Linked DNA regions of Hordeum vulgare: region 1 is linked to region 2. The links are chromatin contacts, called in public Hi-C maps. All regions are on one chromosome and are shown on one strand. The core of a region is the stretch at or near the end of the contact, and the rest is flanking DNA. Distances in the headings are between cores, read along the strand shown. Region 1 has its middle 100 kb from the start of LOC123430041. Region 2 has its middle 320 kb from the start of LOC123426176.

What was found. A called contact is a pair of places that touch in the nucleus more often than the background predicts.
Region 1: a contact with region 2 is called in a Hi-C map of leaf, with 4 times the contacts expected there. The contact joins two enhancer-like sites. A contact is called at or near these places in 2 of 6 Hi-C or Micro-C datasets (leaf and seedling).

The regions. Positions count from the first base shown.
Region 1 is chr2H:322,048,209-322,054,815 of MorexV3_pseudomolecules_assembly, forward strand. No RefSeq gene overlaps it. Among protein-coding and RNA genes, the nearest start is that of LOC123430041, 100 kb to the right of the region's middle. Within about 2 kb of position 5,018, at least 3 of the 3 cell types and tissues checked have open chromatin away from gene starts, as enhancers often do. A contact at or near this core is called in leaf and seedling, where this site is marked.
Region 2 is chr2H:321,788,663-321,795,178 of MorexV3_pseudomolecules_assembly, forward strand. No RefSeq gene overlaps it. Among protein-coding and RNA genes, the nearest start is that of LOC123426176, 320 kb to the left of the region's middle. Within about 2 kb of position 5,224, at least 3 of the 3 cell types and tissues checked have open chromatin away from gene starts, as enhancers often do. A contact at or near this core is called in leaf and seedling, where this site is marked.

The sequences.
Region 1 (6,607 bases), core at 3,768-6,267, 260 kb after region 2:
AATAGCGCCAAAACCCTCCACTATATGTAGGAGGAGAGGGAGGAGGGTGCCCACCCTTAGGTTTCCCACCCTAAGGGCTGCGGCAGCCCTAGATGGGCATGGGGCGCGGCGGCCAAGGGTCGAGGAGCCCTAGGGTGGGCCTTGAGGTCCAAGGCAGCCCCTCCATGCCTAGGGTTTGGCCCCCTCCACCACTTGCTGCGCCTTGGGCCTTTAGTGGTGGTGCACCATCCCACCCAGGGGCTGGTTCCCATCCACTTTTGGCCCATGTAGCAGTTTGGGGCTCGTGGCCCTTCTGGGTGGACCCCGGAACACTTCTGGTTGTCCTAGTACACTATCGGTGATGCCCGAAACACTTCCGGCAATGAAATCCTCACTTCCTATATATGAATCTTTACCTCCGGATCATTCCGGAACTCCTCATGACGTCTGGGATCTCATCCGGGACTCCGAACAACTTGCAGTAACCACGTACACTATTTCCATATAACCCTAGAGTCATCGAACCTTAAGTGTGTAGACCCTACGGGTTCGGGAAGCATGCAGACATGACCGAGACATATCTCCGGTTAATAACAAACATCAGGTTCTCGATATCCATGTTGATTCCCACATGTTCCACGATGATCTCATCGGATGAACCACGATGTCGGGGATTTGATCAATCCCGTATGCAATGCCCTTTGTCTACCGATATGATACTTGCCCGAGATTTGATCGTCGGTATCCCTATACCTTGTTCAATCTCGTTACCGGCAAGTCTCTTTACTCGTTCTGTAACACATCATACCATGGCTAACTCCTTAGTCACACTGAGCTCAATATGATGATGGATTACCGAGAAGACCTAGAGATACCTCTGTGTCACACAGAGTGACAAATTCCAGTCTCAATTCGTACAACCCAAAAGATACTTTCGGAGATACCTGTAGTGTACCTTTATAATCACCCAGTTACGTTGTGACGTTTGATACACCCAAAGCACTCCAACAGTATCCGGGGGTTGCACAATTTCATGGTTGAAGGAAATGATACTTGACATAAGAAAAGCTTTAGTAGACGAACAATACAATCTAGTGTTATTCTTAGGATTGGGTCTTGTCCATCACATCATTCCCCAATAATATGATCCCGTTATCAATGACATCCAATCTCCATGATCAAGAAACCATGATCATCTATTGATCAACGAGCTAGCCAACTAGAGGCTCACTAGGGACACATTGTGATCTATATATTCACACATGTATTACGGTTTCCGGTTAATACAATCATAGAATGAATAATAGAAAATTATCATGAACTAGGAAATATAATAATAACCACTTTATTATTGCCTCCTCGGCATATTTCCAACATGTTGGATCTTGCCAGATGAGTTTTATCCCAAAACAAAAACCAAGGGGGTCCGCCTAACAAGCACAAGCATCTTAGGAGGGCTCAATTTTGGAACATAACACCGGTACACAAGTAATTAGGGCGGCAAAGGTGGAACAAAACACTGAGCTAGGAGGCCAAGCCTTCCACCTCTTACCAATTATATAAGTGCACTAAATTAAATAACAATAATATGGTGATATAACAAGGTATCCATGTTGTCACATGGAAAGCAACTGCACCTGCAACTAGCACGCTATAAGAAGGTTGAGCAAGCAGTAACATAGCCAAACGGTGGTTTGGTGGGGCGTGGAGGGGTTAGAGGCTTTTCATGGCAATGTTGGGAGCCTGACATTGACAGGTGGTAGGCATCAAGACATAGTGATAGAAACGAGAAATCTAGCATAGCAATGATAGTAGTGGTATCTAGGGAAATGATCATCTTGCATGTGATCCCATTTGAAAGAAGAACGAATCCAAGAACACACGAACCAACGTAGCCGAACAAATCCTAACCTTCTGAAGCGATTCAGAACTCTATCGATAAGAAACAATCCGGAAATAACAATCAACACACTATAAACACCACAACATATGCATGACATGATGCAAAAACACATATGATGCATGTACGGTCTAATTATACGAGGCATGTCAATCACAACAATCAAATTCTATATTAAATGGAGCTCAATATGCAATCACAAAACTCCATATTTGAATTACTTAGTTCACTCCCGTTTAGGTACACGACAATGTTAAATGTTGCTAAACATGGCAAGAGGTGAAGCATAAACGAACTACCTATCTAGGCATATTAAATGAGGTCGGAAACAACATATAGCTTTTCCGAAACGACCCCATATGTTAATATCTAAATTGATTCAGATCTGAACTAAACATGTTTTATATTTATTAAACAAAAAAATAGAGTGGACCATGTGATTCTACATGTTATTCTAAATGGAGTTGCGGTCTAAAAGATATGATCATCACAAGATAATATGACATGGATGCAAAATGCATGGAAATGACAACCACAACCATGTTAAAATGGACGCAACAAGATATTATGCACTACTTAAATTCTAGGCAATTTTAAATGAGGCAAGAACAACAAATAACAATTCCAAAAAATCCCCATATGCAAATTAGGATTTGGTAATGTTCTGCCTATACATAATTTGAGAGTTGTCCTACAGCAAAATAAATGCCACCATGTTGTTCTACATATTTTTTTAGACAAGTTACATATGTGGATCATTTTAATTCCAGCTATGGTTAATTAATTATGAGACAAACCGTTTTCACATGGTACTAATGCAAATTAAATGCAATCAACAAGTTAAACATTTTAACCATGGTTGAAAGTTGGATATTGTTAAACTACAAAATTCTAAGCATTTTTCATGTATAAAGATTTCAAATCTGATGCATGCTTATTTTGCTATAAATTAAATCATTTTAATATGGCATCACGCAAAACAATGCGAATAGCAAGTTTAAGTATTTTAAGATGCATGAAAGTTGCAAATTATTTATCTAAACAAAATTCTTGACATTTTACATAAAAATGTTTTTACATACGGTGCACATGTAATTAATTGTGAGCAATGCAAGATAATGACATATTCTGAAAATATGCAAAATAGTGATAAATTGATACGTCGCTCACAGGAAAACAAATACTATGCGGGCTGAATCTGAAACACGCACTGAGCGATGGATAGCTATCTACTGCTCTGAGCGTTACATAACAAAGTGATAGAGGAGGCTGCATTGCTCAACATGGGCCAACTAGGCTGGTCGGTAGAGTGGCTCGGAGATGGGCCGGCGAAGCCTTGCAGTGGAGGAGGCCAGGCTGGGAGGAGGCCACACAGGCCGGCTGGGCTGTGCGGCCTACAACGGGACCTCGAGCGAGTGGCCGCTGCGAGCATCCCCTCCATGATCTCGACAGGGAGTAGAAGGCCGACGGCTTAAACACGGCGGGCTGGCGGCACAATCCGGTGGGGGTAGACGGCGGATCCTGGCAAGGAACAGCGGGGATGGTTGGGAGGCAGCAGATCTCGCTAGATCCAGGCTCTGATGGGCGGCGGCTTCAACCTGGCGCCGGGAAGCGGCAAGGGGTGGCCTTGGCAACCGACGGATGTGGGAGGAGCAGGGCACCTACAGAGCTTGCTCCGGTGAGTGGCGGGGCTCGGATTATGCGGCGATGTCTCATGACGATGATGGGGACCAATGACGAGGCTTGATGGTGAGGCGACGACTCGGAGGCGGCGCGCCATGGCTCCGAGCTTGCAGCGAGCGCGGGGTACAAGCGGAAGTGCGAGCACCTTGGCCCGGTTCGAGCTCGAGGTGGGGACCGAGATGGGCTTCGCGAGCCCTGGCGGTGCTGGGAGGTTGGAGAGAGAGCTCGCGGAGGCCGAGTGGTGGGAGGTGGCGGCTCGGGCGCGTATTTCGAAGCATGGGGGTTAGGGTTCTAAATTAGGTAAGGGATTGCCTATTTATAGCAAGGGGCTAGGTTAGGGGATTTGACACCGTTATTTAGCCCTCGATCATTATCGGATGGCTCCGGTCATGGGGAATGCTTAGTTGGGATAGAATGGGCTGTGTAAAGTTGGTTGACCTAAGATGAGAGGGAGGACGGGCAGACCGGCAACAAGATTTTAAATACGGAAAACGTCCGCGATTTTACCATATATAGTGCCGCTATAGGTTGAATGGTTCGGGTACCAAAGGAACTCCAAATGCGACGTACTTTGACACGCGGTCTACCTACATTAAAATAAGACGGCACACCAACTTTTGACCCAATTCGAGAAACTTTTACACACACCTTTTAAAACAATAATTAAATGATGTCGTGGGCACGTGCATGTGTGGTTGATCCCGAAACAGTCAATGACAACAATGGAGAGAACCGACAACTAACAACAGATGCAAGTTTTAAAAAATGACGACAATGGAGTGACGACGCAATGCGGATGATGCACATGATGCAATGATGAATGCAACGAGCAAACAAATCATATGACCATAACAAAATAAAATGAGAATCTTCTGAAGCGTCGGTTTCAGGCTGTTACACAAACCCTTAGGTGCAGGAGTTTAGCTCCATTAGAATAGTTTATGCCCATGTAACTAACCCCTAGAGTTTCTGTCCAGGAAAGAATTTGGTAAAAAATGCACTAACAACATTCTGTTTTTACCAAACTAACCTTGACATCACCTTTATCATCTAAAGAGACCTTGCTCTGGAAAGTTTGGTTGCCAACAAAGTTCTCTAGATGGCCCTGGCATTTTTTCAAGCACCTGGAGTGCATGCTTAAATTTGGCATGATCGTGAGATTGCATTATGGACTATCTCCTGTGACCAAACCAGAATGTCCTAGGTTCCCCTCATGCCATTGGTAACCCTCCTGCTGAAGCTGAGCTCCACTGGATTGACATGGCACACTCTGGCATTTGCTCGAGCACCTTGGGTGCGTGTCCAGAACTCGCTTATTGCATGCGCTGTAGCCGCATCGCCGTGCCCCACCTACCGTGCACTCCCTGGCGTTTCCCTGCTCACAGAGTCAAGCTAGTTACCCTTCCCTCTCACTAGCGCTGCCGACAGCTACCCGGCGACGCTCAGAGCCACCACTTTAGTCTCCACACTTGCCAGCTTGCCCCTGGAACAACCCCGGCTTATCTGCTAACCCCTTCCACCATCTCAAACCCCGCCACGTGGCCCCTCCGACAATAGTGGCGGCGAGCCACCGTGCTTATCCGCGACCGTCGCTCTCAGTGCACTTCATAACCTTCTCTTCCACCGTGTTAAGCTCCCTGTAGCAGTGAATTGACAGGATCTTGCCATCCCCCTTGCCTCCAGCCGAGGCACCCGCTACCACCCTTCGGTAAAATCCGATGCCATTAGAGCAGCACCTCATCCACCGACTCCAGGAGAAGTCCTCCCACGAACCCATGAATGAATTTCCCCTCCTAATATAGCCCGCGAGCCACCGAAGGCAGAAGATCATCCCCGCTGTCGCCACCATCACTGGAGACTGCGTCACCAATGACCCTGTCCACCTCTCCATCCATGACAACCACTGGATGGATTGCCAAGACCTCCTGAGCCTATTTCCGCGCCCTGCAACCCGTGTGGAGCTGCCATTCGCCCGCGAGGAGCACCAGAGATCCGCCACGCTCGGCCGCACCCAATCCTATTAAGTAGAAATATACTTCGCAGAGTACGTTTTCTCCATCAAAATGTGCATGCCTCGCCAAAGCGTCTTCTTTTTAATCTTTTTTTCCTAAATAAACATTTGACCCAACTTTGACTACCTCAAACTTTTAAAATATAACTCCCAATGATTTGATTCTTTTTCTCGCATTCTTCAAATTTCATCTAGTTCATTTTAATCTTTGAAAATTTTCCAAACACCTTTTCAGTACTATTTTAGAATTGTGTGTTGATTTGAATATTTTCAAAAATAGGAAATGGAGGGAAGATCAAACTTTCAAATTTTTTGGAGTGCCCCAACCTTTCTGCATACTCAAGGAAAGCATATTGAACACTAATATGATTTAGTTGAGTGGTTGTTTGTGGTGGTGCATAAATTTCATGGCTATAGTGTGGTAATAAACATTTTCATATGGAGATCTTTCATGCATAATTGCAAACGGTGAACATTTAATTTTGTTAAACATGAAGTGCATGCGATAGTAGTCACCTCTTCATACCACACATGCCAGTGCTAGCTCGGATGAAATCCGAAGAAAGATTATGTCTTGGGTAGTCATGATAGTGGTGACTCTATCATAAAGTGTGGAGAAAATTTGTTGTGCTAACCATGCAGGTTAAACATAAACCTCCTGAATTGACCGTAGACAGAGTCTTTTTCCTGTAACCCCATACTTGTTTCATCCTAGTATTTGTCCCTGCCACAGGTAGGGTGTGGTTCAGTAAGTCGTCAACCCCTTTCATGGCACACACATGATACAGAGAGGCCACAGGTGAAGATATCGGAGGCATCTGTTCGGAATGCCACTTGGTCGGGGGCATGGGTGTTCCGGTTGGACCGAGGAGGTAGCGCCCATGTGTGTGCGTGTTATAAATATGTTGATCCCATGCCAATCGAGATTGTGGTCTCCCAACTTAGAGTTTTTCTTAACGAGTGTCGTGCGTGATTCCAGGCATTGGGAAGTTTAACTAGTGTGTGTGGGCCAGGTGCGTTTCCAACTCAAAGAC
Region 2 (6,516 bases), core at 3,974-6,473:
AAATTGCCATGTACCTAAACGGCAGTGTGCTAAGTAATTCAAATGTGGAGTTTCGTAAAAATGCACCTCGTTGCATATTGCACTTCACTTAATGTGCAATATTTATTCTTGTGTTTGTCATGCCTTGCATAATCGTATGGACATGCATCATATGTGTTTGCGCATCATGTCATGCATATGCTGTGGTGTTTATCATGTGTTGATTGTTTGTTTCTGGATTGTTTCTTCTTGATAGAGTTCCGAAACCGCTTCGAAGTGTGAGCATTCGTTCGACTAAGTTGGTTCGTCTACTTCATGGATTCCATCTTCTTCCAAGCGGGATATCACGCAAGATGATCATTTCCTTGGATACCACTACTATCATTATTATGTCAGTTTTCTCACTTCTATCGTTATGTTTTGTTACCTACCACTTAAATGTCAAGCCTCCCAACAATGCCATGAAAATCCTCTTAGCCCCTCCACATCCTAGCAACCTTTGTTTGGCTATGTTACTACTTTCTCAGCATTCTTATAGTGTTGCTAGTTGCAGGTGTAGTTGCTTCCATGTGACAACATGGATTCCTTGATATATCACAATATTATTGCTATCTAATTTGATGCACACTTGGTAAAAGGTGGAAGGCTTGGCCTTTTGGCTCGGTGTTTTGTTCCTCCTTTGCCACCATAGTTACTTATGTACTATTGTTATATTCCATATCGAGCGCCCCTAACACACTTGCGGTTGTTATGGGGACCCCCTTGATAATTTGTCTTAGCTTAAAACTATTCCGGCAAGGCCCAACTTTGGTACTACATTTTTCTAATAACTAACAAAATTGCACAGGGACCTGTCGGCCCCCGTGGATAGTTAATCAATCCCCGGTCCAGTGCTCATAATGAGTGTTGGTCTAAACTAGAGCACCATGCGGGAAAAACCCGGGGAAAATCGGGAGACTTCTATCAAGCCACCGTATGCTTCGCTTATCCGTCGTGTCCTCATAACGAGATATGCAGCTCCTATCGGGTTTGTCGATGCATCGGGTGGCCTTGCTAGATTTGTTTCGAGGATATTTTGGGCTATCTCGAGGTTTAGGTTTTCCATCGGGATTCCGAGGAGGCTACGGGTTTCCTATGGTTGAGGTTTTCCACGCAGCTTGTGGCTAGTTTGTGATGGATGAATTGGAGCACCCGTGCAGGGTTAAATCTCTTTGAGAGTTGTGCCTCGCGTTATGTGGCAACTTGGAAACTTTGTTTAACACCCGGTCATAGCAAACTTGAAGTAAACTCAATTAAAATGTGCCAACTGCGTGCGTAACCATGACGGTCTCTTCTTATGAGTTATAAATCCAAGATAGGACTCGATGGGGTATGCTTGAATCAGAAGTAGTTGCTCAGTATCACTTCTTGATCATTATTATTTCACACCCGTTTATGCGTAGATCACCCCAATTTTATTCTTGTACTCGCTAGTTAGCCACTCAAAAAATTCTTAGTGCGTGCTGCAGCCTCACCATTTTACCATGCCTCACCCATTAAGCTTTTCTAGTCTTCATACCTTTGGAAATGAGATTGGTGAGTCTATGTGGCTCATAGATTACTACAACAATAGTTGCAGGTACACGTAAAGCGATACTTTGACATGAGCGCGATGATTGTTCTATTTGGAGTTTCTTCTTCTTCTTCTTCTTGATCGATCTAGGATGGGTTCCAGGGCGGCAGCCTGGATAGCAAGCGTGGATGTCGTTTTATCATTTTATTTCGTCCATAGTCGGACCCTACTCTTTTGAATGGTGATTGAATGTATGTTTGTATTGAGATTATCATGATTATCTTGTGGCGAGTGTAAGCCAATTCCATATACTCATCTTTACATGTACTTGTAACGATATGCATTCTTGCCAAACAACGAGATGTGCTTCTATCTCCGTTGAGGTCCTCGTGCCAAAATAAGGATATGATCACATCTTGGGCGTTACAAGTTGGTATGAGAGCAGAACCGACCTAGGACCCCCCTTGATTGATCGAACTTGGTCGGGTCGAGTCTAGTAAAAAAGAACTACTTTGAGTGTAGTTATATATTGGAGAGTAGGATTCTTTTTACTCCTCTTCTATGCTCTAGAGTGGAATCTTGACATAGGAATTTTAGTTCTACCCCTCTTCTTATTCAATTTTTTAGGGATCATGCGGGTATTTTGGTATCTCTATGATGTCGATGTGACGGTATTCTGTACTTGCTGCCTCCTGTTTCCGACTAGTAGAGCTCCAAGGGGTCTCGACACATTGTTATCATTCAGTTTCCTTAGTATCTCACGGCGTGTATGTCCAAAATTTCCTCAATACTCTTTGTGGAAAGAGGAGTTTGGCGTCACCCAGTACCGGGGAGAGCGTCCAGATGTACTCCAATAATTAATATCATGGTGATTACGAGGATCTAAGGTACATGAGTTTCCGAGACCTCTGGTTATGTGTTAAGGGATTTGATACATTGGACGTGTAGTATTATTCCTAGGAGTTGAGTGATTTATTCAATAATTACTTCGTGTATCCTTTGGACCAGATTGCATAACGAAGAAGATTTTGGGAGTTCTTAGGTGGGAATTCAAGTAGTTACCTAGAATTATCCTTCCATCAAATCATAACGGGTTATGTATTTGTTTCTCGTTTAATTTGCAAGTATCATCCTTCATTTTGTTGGAGTATGGTAATTCGAGTTGCTTCGATGTCAAGTGATGATTTCATATTTTTCCTACGTGGTCTTGTCATGTTTTTATGGGAACGCTAATCTGTTGGACCAACCGGAGTTTTCATGAATTATTTTCAACTAGAGTGCTTCTCTTCATGTCAATTCAACCATTTTCAATATTTGCAAGACCGATCTTCGTATTTCTTTCTGGAGTTCATCTCATATGTCCCAAGTTGTGTTTGTTTTCCCCGCCCTCCCGCCCTTTTCTTCAATGATTTAATTATAATCCAGGTGCATTTCTTTTCATTGATGTTTTGTTATTTTTTCTTCCGTATTATATTTGGTGATTCATGTGAAGATGCTCAGGTGTTAAGTTCATGATTCTTCATTCTTGTTTTCTTCCGAGTAGATTCAATTCCAGCTTTCGGTGTTCATCATATCCATTTCGTCCTTTAAATGATTCTTGTGTTGGACATTCTTCGTCAAGCCTCTCTTGTTTATTCATCTCTCTTTATTCTATCCAGAGTGCTGAAGACGTCGCAAAAGATTCGTGTTTCCATTGAAATCCTTTGAAATTATTTAGGGGCTCTCAACGTCATCAAGTTTTAAATTTGTACCAATGAAACCTCTCTTTTCCTAATCAATCCATTCAACAATATTTCTCTTTAGTGTCCCCATAACCCACAGGTTTTCCCAGGATCTTACGTGACTCTTCTAATCATTTCGGTGATCTCAAGTTTTTTTGAATGTGATGTAAGAATGAACTCCATCAGTCATATACATTCTTCAAGATCGATATGAATTATTTCCATCATTGGCTCAATTGTTCTTTATTCATTATTTCGGCATGTCTCGGTAATTCATGATGTTTTTTTCTAGTCATCTTTTTCAGTATTGAAGACCGAAGAAGTCTTTCTCTTAGATCTTGTCCATTCTTTTGAAGATGTCATCTTAGCTTCGTGCTCTCTCTCTCAAATTGTTGACAATCATGACAAATTCCTTCCATATCTATCCGGTGCATTGAAAAGTTGTTTTTGTTTCTCGATCCTCCGGAGGTCATCATTTTAGAAGATTCCTTTGTTCTCAGCTTTCAGCTTCGTTTGCAAATTCTTCTCAATTGTTGTCACTTCGTTCATATCTCAAATATTCTGGCACTTTGTTCATGTTTTCTGCTAGACGGATCATGATCTCTTCGTTCTCATGTATCTCCATTCATTTGTATATCCTCATTCATTCCAGATCCTTGCAAGAGGAATAAGTGGTATGCCAAATCCATTGTTTGTCATCAGTTTAACTTGATGAAGGATACACATAAAAAAATTCTTATTCTTGTTTCCTTGAGGTTATTTCAATTGTTTTCGGAGTTGTTCATGATATCAAATCCTTGGATCTAAGTTGTTCATCTCTTCTTTAACGGAGTTTCAAGTTTCTCAAGTATCTCTTCACAAAGCTTCATCCAAATCTTCGAATGTCATTATCTTATTCTTTCGACCTTGATTCTTTTGTTCATTCTTTTGTGCCGGTGGTTTCTCTCTTCGATTCATCATCTCTTTTTGTTAAGATCATGTTCTACCCTTGCTTGTCCATTTAACTCAAGTGTTGTGTCTTCTTTTCAAGTTCTTTCCATCTTTGTCAAGTTTTGCATGTATTTCCTACCGGAGTGCTGCCCAAATTTCTTTTGAATTCTTGCTTGTTCCTCATGCCATTTCTCTTCTCTTTGCAACCTCTAAGTTTTGTTGGTTTCACTCGTTTGTCAAAGCAGCAACTAATTTTTACCTCTTCCTTTCTTCTTCCCCTTCCTCTTTTCATTCTAAGATCTCGGGGCGAGATCTCTTGTTAGTGAAGGTGAGTTGTAACAGCCTGGAACCGATGGTCGAGAAGATTCCCTTTTTATTTCGTTAACATTGCGTGTTTTATTTGGTTGTCGCATTCATCATCTCATCATGCACATCATCTGCATTGCATTGTCACCCCATTTGTTGTCATTTTTCAAGAACTTTCATCCGTTATTAGTTGCCGCTTCTCTCCATTCTTGTCGTCGACTGTTTTGAGACCAACCACACACGCACGCATCCGTGACATCATCAAAATATTGTTTCTAAAAGTGCGTATAAAAATTTCTTGGAATGGGTCAAAAGTTGGTGTGCGGTCTTATTTTAATGTAAGTAGACGACTTGCCAAATTTCATCGCTTTAGGAGGTCATTTGATACCCGAACCTTTAAACATATAGTGGCACTATAATCGGTAAAACCGCAGACGTTTCGGTATTTAAAAAAATCTATCACGGGCTATTCAATTCCCTCTCTTCTCTTAGCCCATGGTGACTCTACATAGCTCACAACCCACTAACCCCTCCCGATCCGTCTGTCCGATTGCTATCGTATGGTCGAAATCGGTGCAAAAATCCCAAACCAACCTCCTTTCCTATTTAAGCATCCCTACATTGCCTAAATGGCTAACCCTAGTGCCCATCTCAATTTCTGCGCCCCACCATCCCTAGCCACCACCTAGTGCCTCCTCTCTCCTCGAGCACGCAGGGCCCTACGAGCCCATTCGGGGCCTGTCCGGGCCCGAACCAACCACAACCGTGCCTGCTAGCCGTGTGCCCCGAGCCCCACCAAGGAACTCCTGTGTGGCTGCCTCCTGCCGGCGCCCCGCCCCGGGCACCGCATCGTCGCCAGCCTGAGCCACCAGCTCGCGGCGCCGTGCCATCGACCGAAGCTCCATGGAGCGCCACGCGCGTTGTCGCGCCGGAGCACCACGCCACTGCACCTCCTTGCCGCCTGGCGTCCCAGATCGGAGCTCAGCCCCGCCGCCTTCGAGCTCGACCTCACCCTATACTGCAGCGCCGCCGCCTTGGAGTTCGCCTCCGGCCATGGAGTTCGCCTCCGACCATGGAGTTCGCCAGATCTAGCCATGCCGGACTCGACCCCCTATTTCCGCAGTACCCTCACTGGATCGGGACCATCCTCGTTGCTGCCTTGTCAGTTCGCCTCGATCGGGAGGAGCAGGATGGCTTCGCCAGCGCGCCCGTGCTTGGGTCACCCAGCTCCATCGACCTGCCCAGCCCAGCGAATCCGTGGCCAACAACCGCTGGCCTGCCCGACATCGTCCAAAGCCAAGGCCCAGGACTAGGGCGAGCTCCCCCATCTATCCCTTTCCACGTGTGTAATGTAGTTATGTCATGCTCGATCTGCTGATTAGACCATTAGACAGATTCGGCCCAACATGTTTTTCCTGCTCCGTGCGAATTTTGCCAATTACCCATGTCATTTTAGATTTTCAGAAAAATGCATGATTTCAAAATACCAATAATGAAATAATAATGCTTCGGAATTAAACAAACTTAATATGTAAAATGTTTAGAATTTTGTGTAGATTATCAATATCCCACTTTCATGCATGATGAAAATGTTTAACTTACTGTTTTCACGTAATTTGTGTAAATGCTATATTCTTGTATAATTATTGTGTCATTTTTTTGAAAGTAAATACCCACTTGTTATATAGATTTAGGGGTAGAAAAATCCATAGATTCCATTTCTGCAATTAATTTTGTCATTTGAGCAAGTTTGTGTGCATGCTATTTTCACTCTGATGCCCTTTTGTTATTTTTGTGTGATTTAATCCATGCATCATATGAATTTTTTGTTGAATATGAGATGTGCCCTTTGTTATGTGTACTAGCCCATGGTATTTTTGTTTAGATGTTATTTTCTTGCTGCCAACATGCCATAAAAATGTTGCTGTTTGTAGGGTCAAAATAATTATAAGTCTTAGAATGTGATTATTTCACAATGCCATGTTGTGTTGATGGTAGCTATGGTTGTGTGCATAATTAGACCTTGCT